3 separate regions of the Zea mays genome follow, and regions 2 and 3 are each linked to region 1. A link is a contact called in public Hi-C data. All regions are on one chromosome and are shown on one strand. The core of a region is the stretch at or near the end of the contact, and the rest is flanking DNA. Distances in the headings are between cores, read along the strand shown.

Evidence for each region. A called contact is a pair of places that touch in the nucleus more often than the background predicts.
Region 2: a contact with region 1 is called in a Hi-C map of ear, with 3 times the contacts expected there. The contact joins the promoter of LOC100193389 here to the promoter of LOC100272657 in region 1. A contact is called at or near these places in 6 of 25 Hi-C or Micro-C datasets (ear, endosperm, leaf and 1 more) and 1 of 3 datasets of contacts at active chromatin or transcription factors (leaf).
Region 3: a contact with region 1 is called in a Hi-C map of leaf, with 7 times the contacts expected there. The contact joins the promoter of LOC100502175 here to the promoter of LOC100272657 in region 1. A contact is called at or near these places in 3 of 25 Hi-C or Micro-C datasets (ear, leaf and tassel).

The regions. Positions count from the first base shown.
Region 1 is chr6:156,769,896-156,772,599 of Zm-B73-REFERENCE-NAM-5.0, reverse strand. LOC100272657 reads left to right here and starts at 1,370. Exons shown (of 9, transcript NM_001147115.1): 1 at 1,370-1,841; 2 at 2,070-2,138; 3 at 2,441-2,497; 4 at 2,632-2,689. The coding sequence starts at 1,521.
Region 2 is chr6:156,908,797-156,911,705 of Zm-B73-REFERENCE-NAM-5.0, reverse strand. It overlaps LOC100193389, which reads left to right and starts at 1,279. Exons shown (of 1, transcript NM_001138518.2): 1 at 1,279-2,869. The coding sequence starts at 1,313. The coding sequence ends at 2,524.
Region 3 is chr6:156,561,773-156,564,529 of Zm-B73-REFERENCE-NAM-5.0, reverse strand. It overlaps LOC100502175, which reads left to right and starts at 1,404. Exons shown (of 22, transcript NM_001366990.1): 1 at 1,404-1,613; 2 at 1,694-1,974; 3 at 2,079-2,171; 4 at 2,265-2,467. The coding sequence starts at 1,726.

The DNA.
Region 1 (2,704 bases), core at 121-2,620:
TCCTGAATCAATAATTTAAGTAGTTAACATAAAAACTTCTCTCCAACAGTTCTCTAAATGAACTTTCTAAATTTAGCAACTTCTCATATAACCTCATTTTCTCTCTACATTTGGCAACCATTTAGCAACTCCCTAAACAAAAATGTGGAAATGTGGACTGCATTATGTAGATAATGAAGGTAATTGGTGACATTTGTGACTTATTTTTTTGATGTGGATAAACACAAAACAAAACTACAATCTATATTTAGAGAACTATTAGAGAACTCACATTTTTTTACTCCCAAAGTTACTTAGCAATTTCTTAAATCTGTGTTTTAAAGAGCTAAAATTTACATAACTATTGGAGTTGCTCTTAGGCCCTGTTCCAAGCCTCTAGAGCTAATTATTAGCAAGCTAATAAGGGACTCTCCAGTTTTGACTATCTATTTATCTCTCTATAAAGACTAAACTCTATATGTATCATCTTATTGCAACAGACTCTCCAGCAGCCAAGTTAGTTTGGCTAGCCAAGTTTGGCTAGAGAGAGGGCCAATTTGGAGAGTCAGATGACTTGATGAGTTGGATGGCTAGTCTATTAGAGAATTGTTTTGCAAGTAGCTAAATTTTAGCTTGATGGGTCATTTTGCTAGTCTCTTGGAGATGCCCTAACAACAGCTACTACTAACAATTAGTTGGTCTTAGCAGGTATTCCACATCCTAGTTTATAAGACATAACTACTTTTTGTTCTTATCCTATAATATAAGATGTGTTCTCTTTAAGTATACATACATCGATATAATATTATGAGGGTGTTTGGTTTCTAGGGACTAACTTTTAGTCTCTCCATTTTATTCTATTTCAGTCCCTAAATTATCAAATATGAAAACTATGTTTTAGTTTTCGTATTTAGCAATTTAGAGACTAAAATAAAATAAAATATAAGATTAAAAATTAGTCCCTAGAAACCAAACACACTCTATATAAAGATTTAAATATATTTTTTAGTCTTTAAATCAAAAGGGTACCTTGTATATCAGGACGGGTGGAGAAACTTCAACGTGTCCAATCACTGCACAGAATAAGCCACCCAAGGCCACAAACAATGCACCACGCTCCTTCCCAACCGGAGCGGCGCCCCTATCCACCCACGTGCATCGCGCGACCTTCGCCTATCTATGCCACAGCCTGGTGCCGAGGCGCGAGGCCTCCCCCCGATGACCGGACCGTCCGGACGTTCACCGGCTCCCCACTCCCCAGTCCCCACCCCACACCTGCACTGCACAGTGCCCTGCCCACCAAGAGCGAGAGCGACGCGGGCCCAAGCCTCCAAAGTCCAAACCCTTCCCCACACCCAAACCCGTGGCGCGGGGCAGCCGGCAGGGCGCGCCTTCGCCACCACAATTCCACAAAGAGACCTCGCGCCCCACCAGTCTAATCTCCCGCGGGCGGGCAGATAACGGCTCGCGGTACGGAAAGGGCGAGAGAGGGGGAGCGGAGAGCACCAGTCCACCGAGAGGCGCGGAGCAGGAGGGCACACATGGAACTGGAGGAGGCGGTGCCGCCGGCCGCGATGGTGGGGGAGGACAACGCGGCGGCGCCGACCCAAGACTTTGGGCTCCCCGCTGAGCTGATAGCCGTGCTGCCATCGGACCCGTTCGCTCAGCTGGACGTAGCGCGCAAGATCACCTCCATCGCGCTCTCGCACCGCCTCGGCCTCCTCGAGGCCGAAGCAGCGCGCCTGCGCTCGCAGCTCGCCGAACGCGACGCCGAGGCCGAGGACCTCCGGGAGCACGTCGAGCAGCTCGACGCCGCGCTCGCCGTCGCCACCGGCCGCCTCCGCCACGCCGAGGAGGAAAAGGTAACCACTAATCAGTTTACTTATTAGCCGCCTGGCTGAGTGGCAGAACTGTGCTTTCCGTGGAATGGTGGCTTCGGTCGGTCCCATCTGTCGGCGACTCTGGTCCCGCGACGCTTGCGCCTAATGTCATCTGTATTCCACCAATGTGTAGCTGCGTGATTTGGGCAACTCAAATTACTTATAGTCGAATGCTTCTTCACCTTCTGATCGTGGACGATGGACGTACAGGACGCACTGCAGCGGGACAACTCTGAGCTGTCCAACACCGTTAGGAAGTTGAACAGAGATGTCGCCAAGGTACCAAAACACTATTCCCTTGCACTTTGGGAAGAATTTGACAGATTTCCTTGTGTTGCACTACTAGTTCGGAACGATTTCGTAGCAATCTCACCATAATTTCGAACTGAACTTTGTAGTCCTTAACATTATAATGCAAAAAAGGAATGTCAATAGGTAGTGAAAATGTTAACCTGTCAATCATTTTTCTCTCATAAGCATGTCCAACCATTGATTGGTGCTGAACATAAGCCTCGATTTCTATACCACTTTAAGCTCCATAGTTGTGTACCTTACTGCCTATATTTTACTTTGTTGTGCAGTTGGAAGTTTTCAAGAAGACACTTGTGCAGTCACTCCAGGAAGATGACAGCAGTGATGTAAGTCTGGCATTCAGGCTATGTCTAATTGTTAACTCAAGAACCCACAAATGACTAGCATTTCAATTTTTCCCTTGTTTATATTTCTAGCTGAATTGAGAGTGATTTCTGTTTTTAAATTACTTTTTTCATAGAATACTGCTCCCAGGGAAAGAGCTGCAGCAGCTTCAAATTTCTCCTCTGCACCATCAGGTACTGCATTATTCT
Region 2 (2,909 bases), core at 30-2,529, 140 kb before region 1:
CAGCGCTGAAATTTCTATATATTAAAGCTGGGAGCAAATACGCTCTCCCAGCCTATACACGTCAGTACTTTTTCTTTTGTCCGTATGATCAAAATCTAACGGTGCACGAGGATGACGCTAGATGCATCGCTTTCTCTGTGGCTTCGTGCAGTCGGCCGGACAAAGGCTGGCAATGTGGGCACGCCATACCACACAGGAGGAAGCCACGTACACGTTGCTGCCTGCCAGCTAGCCTGCCAAGGCCTTGGACGATGCGCCGGTTCAGGCGTAGCCTACCGCATGCAGCGATACTGTGGCCAGACAGGAAAGAGAATAAAAAGTATCTCCCAAAAAAACAAGAATCAATATGACAAAGAAGGCAAGCACGAAGGCAAGGAACGAAAGCACGTTATATGCTGGATACAAACACTTTAGATAGGAGAGGATACCCTAGCTATTATAGAACAAATCTAATATTTTTATATAGATCTGTGTAAAGTTCGATGTTAATCTTTTGTTGTGTTATATGCATATTATTATAAATAAGAATAAAATATTGTATTAGTTGTTTTATACAATATTTGTTCTCTACAACAAAAAAACATGAAAATTTTTCTATATCTGTATCTGAATTTTATATCTATCATTTAAAAAGATATATAATAAATTTGAGGTTTACTTTCTATAAAACTTTTAAAGATCATTGTAAAAAATAAGAATCTAAACTTACACAACATATTTTATATCCTATTTATTCATAATAATAAAAGACAAAAAATAATATCCGACTTTTTCATCCCTACTAATTTAGAATAGTGTATAGAGCCTACTAAACTCAATCTTCCTTCCTATCGGCTGTTGGATGATACCGTTGGATGATCAATGTCAATTCTAATCGTACATAGACCACCACGACTACTAAAAACAACATGTGCGTATATACATAATCATTGTTAGATTAGTTATATAAAAAAACTACGCTTCCAAATAGCTCCCAACAATATCTACGTCGGTGTTTTTTTCACTTGGTATGATTAAGATTCATGTCGCATGACCACTCTTCATCGTCTGTAGCGAGCCAGCAGCAGGCCGCGCGCTGGGCGAGCGGTAGCTACTAGTGCAATTGAACCGACGTAGGCTAAAGCTTTGGGGCTGAGCTGGGCGGCAAAAGTTATTTGTACGCGGGCCGAGCTGAGCCTGGACGGCTACGGTGTGCGAATTAGGCCCGGTCCTGTGTCCTCTACGGCCATGCTCAAAACACGATACGGTGGCCTTCCCTGCTCACACACAGCGAATCAACGCTGAATTCACCATCCAACGGACTGCACCCAACATGCTTGCGAACGTCTGCCGGCGGCGGCTCACCATCCCCCTCTCCCCAATCCTCGCCGCCGCCGCCGCCGCCGCCAGCGGCAAGAATCCCATCCACTCCAACCACGCGCGCGCCCTCCTCTCTCAAAGCTACTACTCGTCCGCCGTTCAGGCGGCGCCCGACCGCGAGCCCTGCCCCACTACGGTCTCCTACCTGGTTTCCTGCGGTGTCTCCCCCGCCGTCGCCGCCGCTCGCAAGGTCCGCATCCGGGACACGGACCGGGCCGACGCAGTTCGGGCCCTCCTGCGCAAGTACGGCTTCTCCGAGGCGGATATCACCCGCACGGTGCGTTTAGACCCGCTGCTGCTCACCTTCGATCCAGACCGCACCATTCGCCCCAAGCTCGACTTCTTCGTCTCGCTCGGGATCCAGCCCCGCTTGCTCGCCACCGAGCCCCACATCCTCGCCCGCAGCCTGGAAAAACACATCATACCCTGCATCGAGTTTTTCCGCACCATCCTTCGTACCGATGACAACATCCGCATCGCCGTCTCCCGCGTGCCCCGCGCGCTCATGACCGATATCGAGAGCACCATGCGCCCCGCCGTCGAGGCGTTCCTCAGCCACGGTCTCTCCATGGAAGCCATCGCCAAGCTTCTCATGATTCACATGGGAATGATCAAGACACCGCCGGAGCGCATCCGCGAGGCCTTCCATGACCTCAAGGCGCTCGGCCTCCGCGTCACGGATACGGGCTTCCTCTACGGCTTCCGCGTCATTTGCAGCCTTAGGAGGGAGACTATGGTGCGCAAGGTGGCGGTTTTCAAGAGCTTCGGGGTGTCCGAATCTGACCTTTTCAGGGCGTTCAAGACGCAGCCCACCATACTGCTCGTCGGAGATGAGACCATAAAGAAGAAGTTCAGGTTTTTCTTGGATGTGATGAAGCTTGAGATAGCTGATGTGATGGCGCAGCCACTGACTCTGGCGTTGAGCTTGGAGAAGAATATCATGCCAAGGTGCGCCGTGCTGAGCATATTGATGAAGGAGGGTAAGCTTAAGCGGACACAGAAGTTGATTCCACCACTGCTTTCCAATTCTAGGGTCTTCTCGGAGAGGTATGTGTTGAGGCATGCTAAGGATGTGCCTGATGTTGTTAAGGCATTTGAGGGCAAGATTAAATTTCAAGGGTTTGGGGAATCAGAGGTTAGGACTTCTGTGCCACTGAATGACTGAAGCCCAAACCCCAGGATTCTGAAATCATGCTTATTTGTTAGAGGTAAGGCAGATCAATGCATGTTTGCAATTGTAATCTTGTTCCATTCATACTCATAGTGAAATGTCTATTTCTGGGGCCATGTCGAATGTCATGGTTTTGCATTTTTATGATACCCATGCATCCAGGAACATGTACGTTGTGACGTTCTCAGCTGTGGTCGATCTGGCATGTGTGGCCTGCCAGTTCTTAAATCATGCTGTGGTTCATATGCTTATGACCCGGATGGATTTGTTCATTTTGAAACTCTGATTATTTGTACTGCTCTGCTGAGTGGAAATGCTCATGTTACTGGAAGTTCTGTGATTTTCTTCTCTCCCCAAATGTAATATTCACCCTATCGAT
Region 3 (2,757 bases), core at 155-2,654, 210 kb after region 1:
TCCTATGAATATTATGTGTGTCATCATCTTAAGATGTAAAGGCTTGTGAGTGATTTACCTTGCTGAAGCGGTAAAGAATCCACCCATAGAGAGCACTGTGGATTATGGGAGAGCGTCACCTTATTGTAGATGCTTCAACAAGGATTACTAGGAAGTATCGAATTTTTAATATCTAAGAAGAGCATTATCATGTTTTAATCCTTCTTTACATTGAGCATCTATACACCATCAATTCATTTCTTGTATTTATATTACAAAATTTTCCATGCTGGAATATGATTGGAACCTAGAATAACTCATAGGTACACATGTTAAATGAGCTCAACAATAGAATTTATTTGTTTCACTTGCATAACTTCGTCCTTTCTTTCGTGTTGCTCCACGAGTTCCATTATATTATATCCCGTTTGGATGTAAATATTGAAGCACAAAATTATGAATTGGAATCACCTTTCAGAATTATTATGTTTGGTTGCATGGAATTGAAATTTGGATTCAGAGACCCTATTCACTGGAATTGGACTACAACTAGAAACTCACTCTCTCAATACAGAGCATCAATCCTTTGTATTGAGTGGAATTAGACGACACAATTCCAAACTCCAATTTAGTGACATCCAAACAATATAATTAGAATCACAACCCATTTCAATACCATGGTTGATTTGTAATCTAACCAGATTCAATTTCACTACTCAGTTGATTGTGCATTGCTATATTATATGAGCGGACTTTATTTTAATAAGGCATAAAATATATGTGTTTTATTGGTTAAGTGGGTATATGTGTGAAGCTAGTGACTAAGGTTCAATTCAAATCCCATCAAATCTCGTTTATGCACATTTTTTACTTTATTTTTGCATTAAGTGTAAAGGATGACACGTGACTGATGCTTTATTTGGGGGTGTTTGGTTGCTCCTGCTAAAGTTTAGCCCGGGTCACATCAAGCGTTTGACTTTTAAATAGGAGTATGAAATATAGACCCAACCAACTGGACTAGATTCGTCTCGTCTTTTAATCTTCGGCTGACAAATTAGTTTTATAATCAGACTACATTTAATACCCGGAACGGAGGTTCAAACATTCGATAGGACATGAGCTAAATTTTAGCGAGGTGTAACCAAACACCCCTTTACAGAGAAAGAGAAATTAAATCAAACGACACTGAATCCGTAGATATAAATCATGTTTGCTATATTTTTTATATAGTTAATTAAATAATTTAGAATAGTAATAGTTTTTTAATTAAACCGTAACAAATAAAAAAATGGAGGAATACTTTTGTCATACTTTAGCTTTAGCATCTTCACCATACAGTTGAGTGTCTCTCGGATCCACCTGTTTTTGCTCTGTACAAACTTTGCTTAAATTACGAAAGAAAAAGGAAAAGGAAAAGTCTCTCGAGAATTCGAAATAATTGGAATTAGATCGTCGTGGGGATTCCACATCGTAACCACTGAAGACGAGGCGGCGGACGAGACGGAGAGCAGAACCGCGCAGCGAAGCAGCAGCGGCGACAAGCCCTCGCGTCGGTAGAGGCGCCGTCCGCCGTCCGCCCCCTCAACTCCGGTAGCCGCTGGCCGCTGCAGGTCGAGTCCCGTCGAGCCGACTCGGTAAAACCTCCCCAAACCTCCACTTGTATCACCTCTTTGGTCTACATCAGGACACGATCCGACTCTGGGTAGCTCCGCAGCGCTTCCCGATCTGGGTGGCCGCGGCGCCGGCATGGCGCGGTTCGAGGTGAACGGCAAGTCGGTGCAAGGCGTGGACTTGCTGCGGCGGCGCCACTGGCCGTCGCGCCTCGACTTCTGGCCCTTCCTTGCACTCTATGCGCTCTGGCTGCTGCTTGCTGTCCCGGCGCTCGACTTCACTGACGCTCTCATCATCCTTGCCGCGCTCTCCGCTGCTCACATTCTCACCTTCCTCTTCACCGCCTGGTTCGTCGATTTCCGTGCCTTCGTCGGGTACTCTAAGGCGAGTCGCCTATCAATTCTTAACCCATCTAGTCAGCATTATCCATATCTGTTTGAACTCTTTAGGTTTTAGGGTTGAACTGCTTGAGCTTGGTGATAGTGCAGGTCAAGGATATCCATGCCGCTAACACGTGTAAGGTGACTCCTGCTAAGTTCTCGGGGTCAAAGGAGATTGTACCTCTGCACAAACAGAAAAATGTGAGTTCAAAATCCCTATTTCCCACGAGAGCTTGTTGCGCCTTCATCTCTCTCCTCGGGGTTACTGAGTGTGTTGTTCGAGGGTTTGTTCAGGTGGCCTCAACTTCAGCTGCAGGTGAGACAGAGGAGATTTACTTTGATTTTCGGAAGCAGAGGTTCATCTACTCGGCTGAGAAAGATAACTTTTTAAAACTCCGGTACCCAACGAAGGAATTGATCGGTCATTATGGCAAGGGCACTGGTTATGGAACTGAGGCCAAGATTAGCACCGCAGTGGACAAGTGGGGCAGAAATGTGTAAGCTGCATCGCTACTTTCCTTCCTATTTCATACTGTGCTTTCAGTAGTCGAGCTACAGAACTTTTAATTGATAGCTATATAATCAAGAATTGCATAGATCAAACACGAGAAACGCAAATGTAGTTTAAGAGGGTAAGGCTGAACTAAATTTAAGGTTAATGTCTTAAACAATGCCCAATTGGATATTAAAATTTGCTTCATCCAGCACTACCTGAAGGAAATTCACAATTCAACTTCTGTGGAACCCAATATGAGAGTGGATGAGTGTTGCTGATCTGTGATGCACA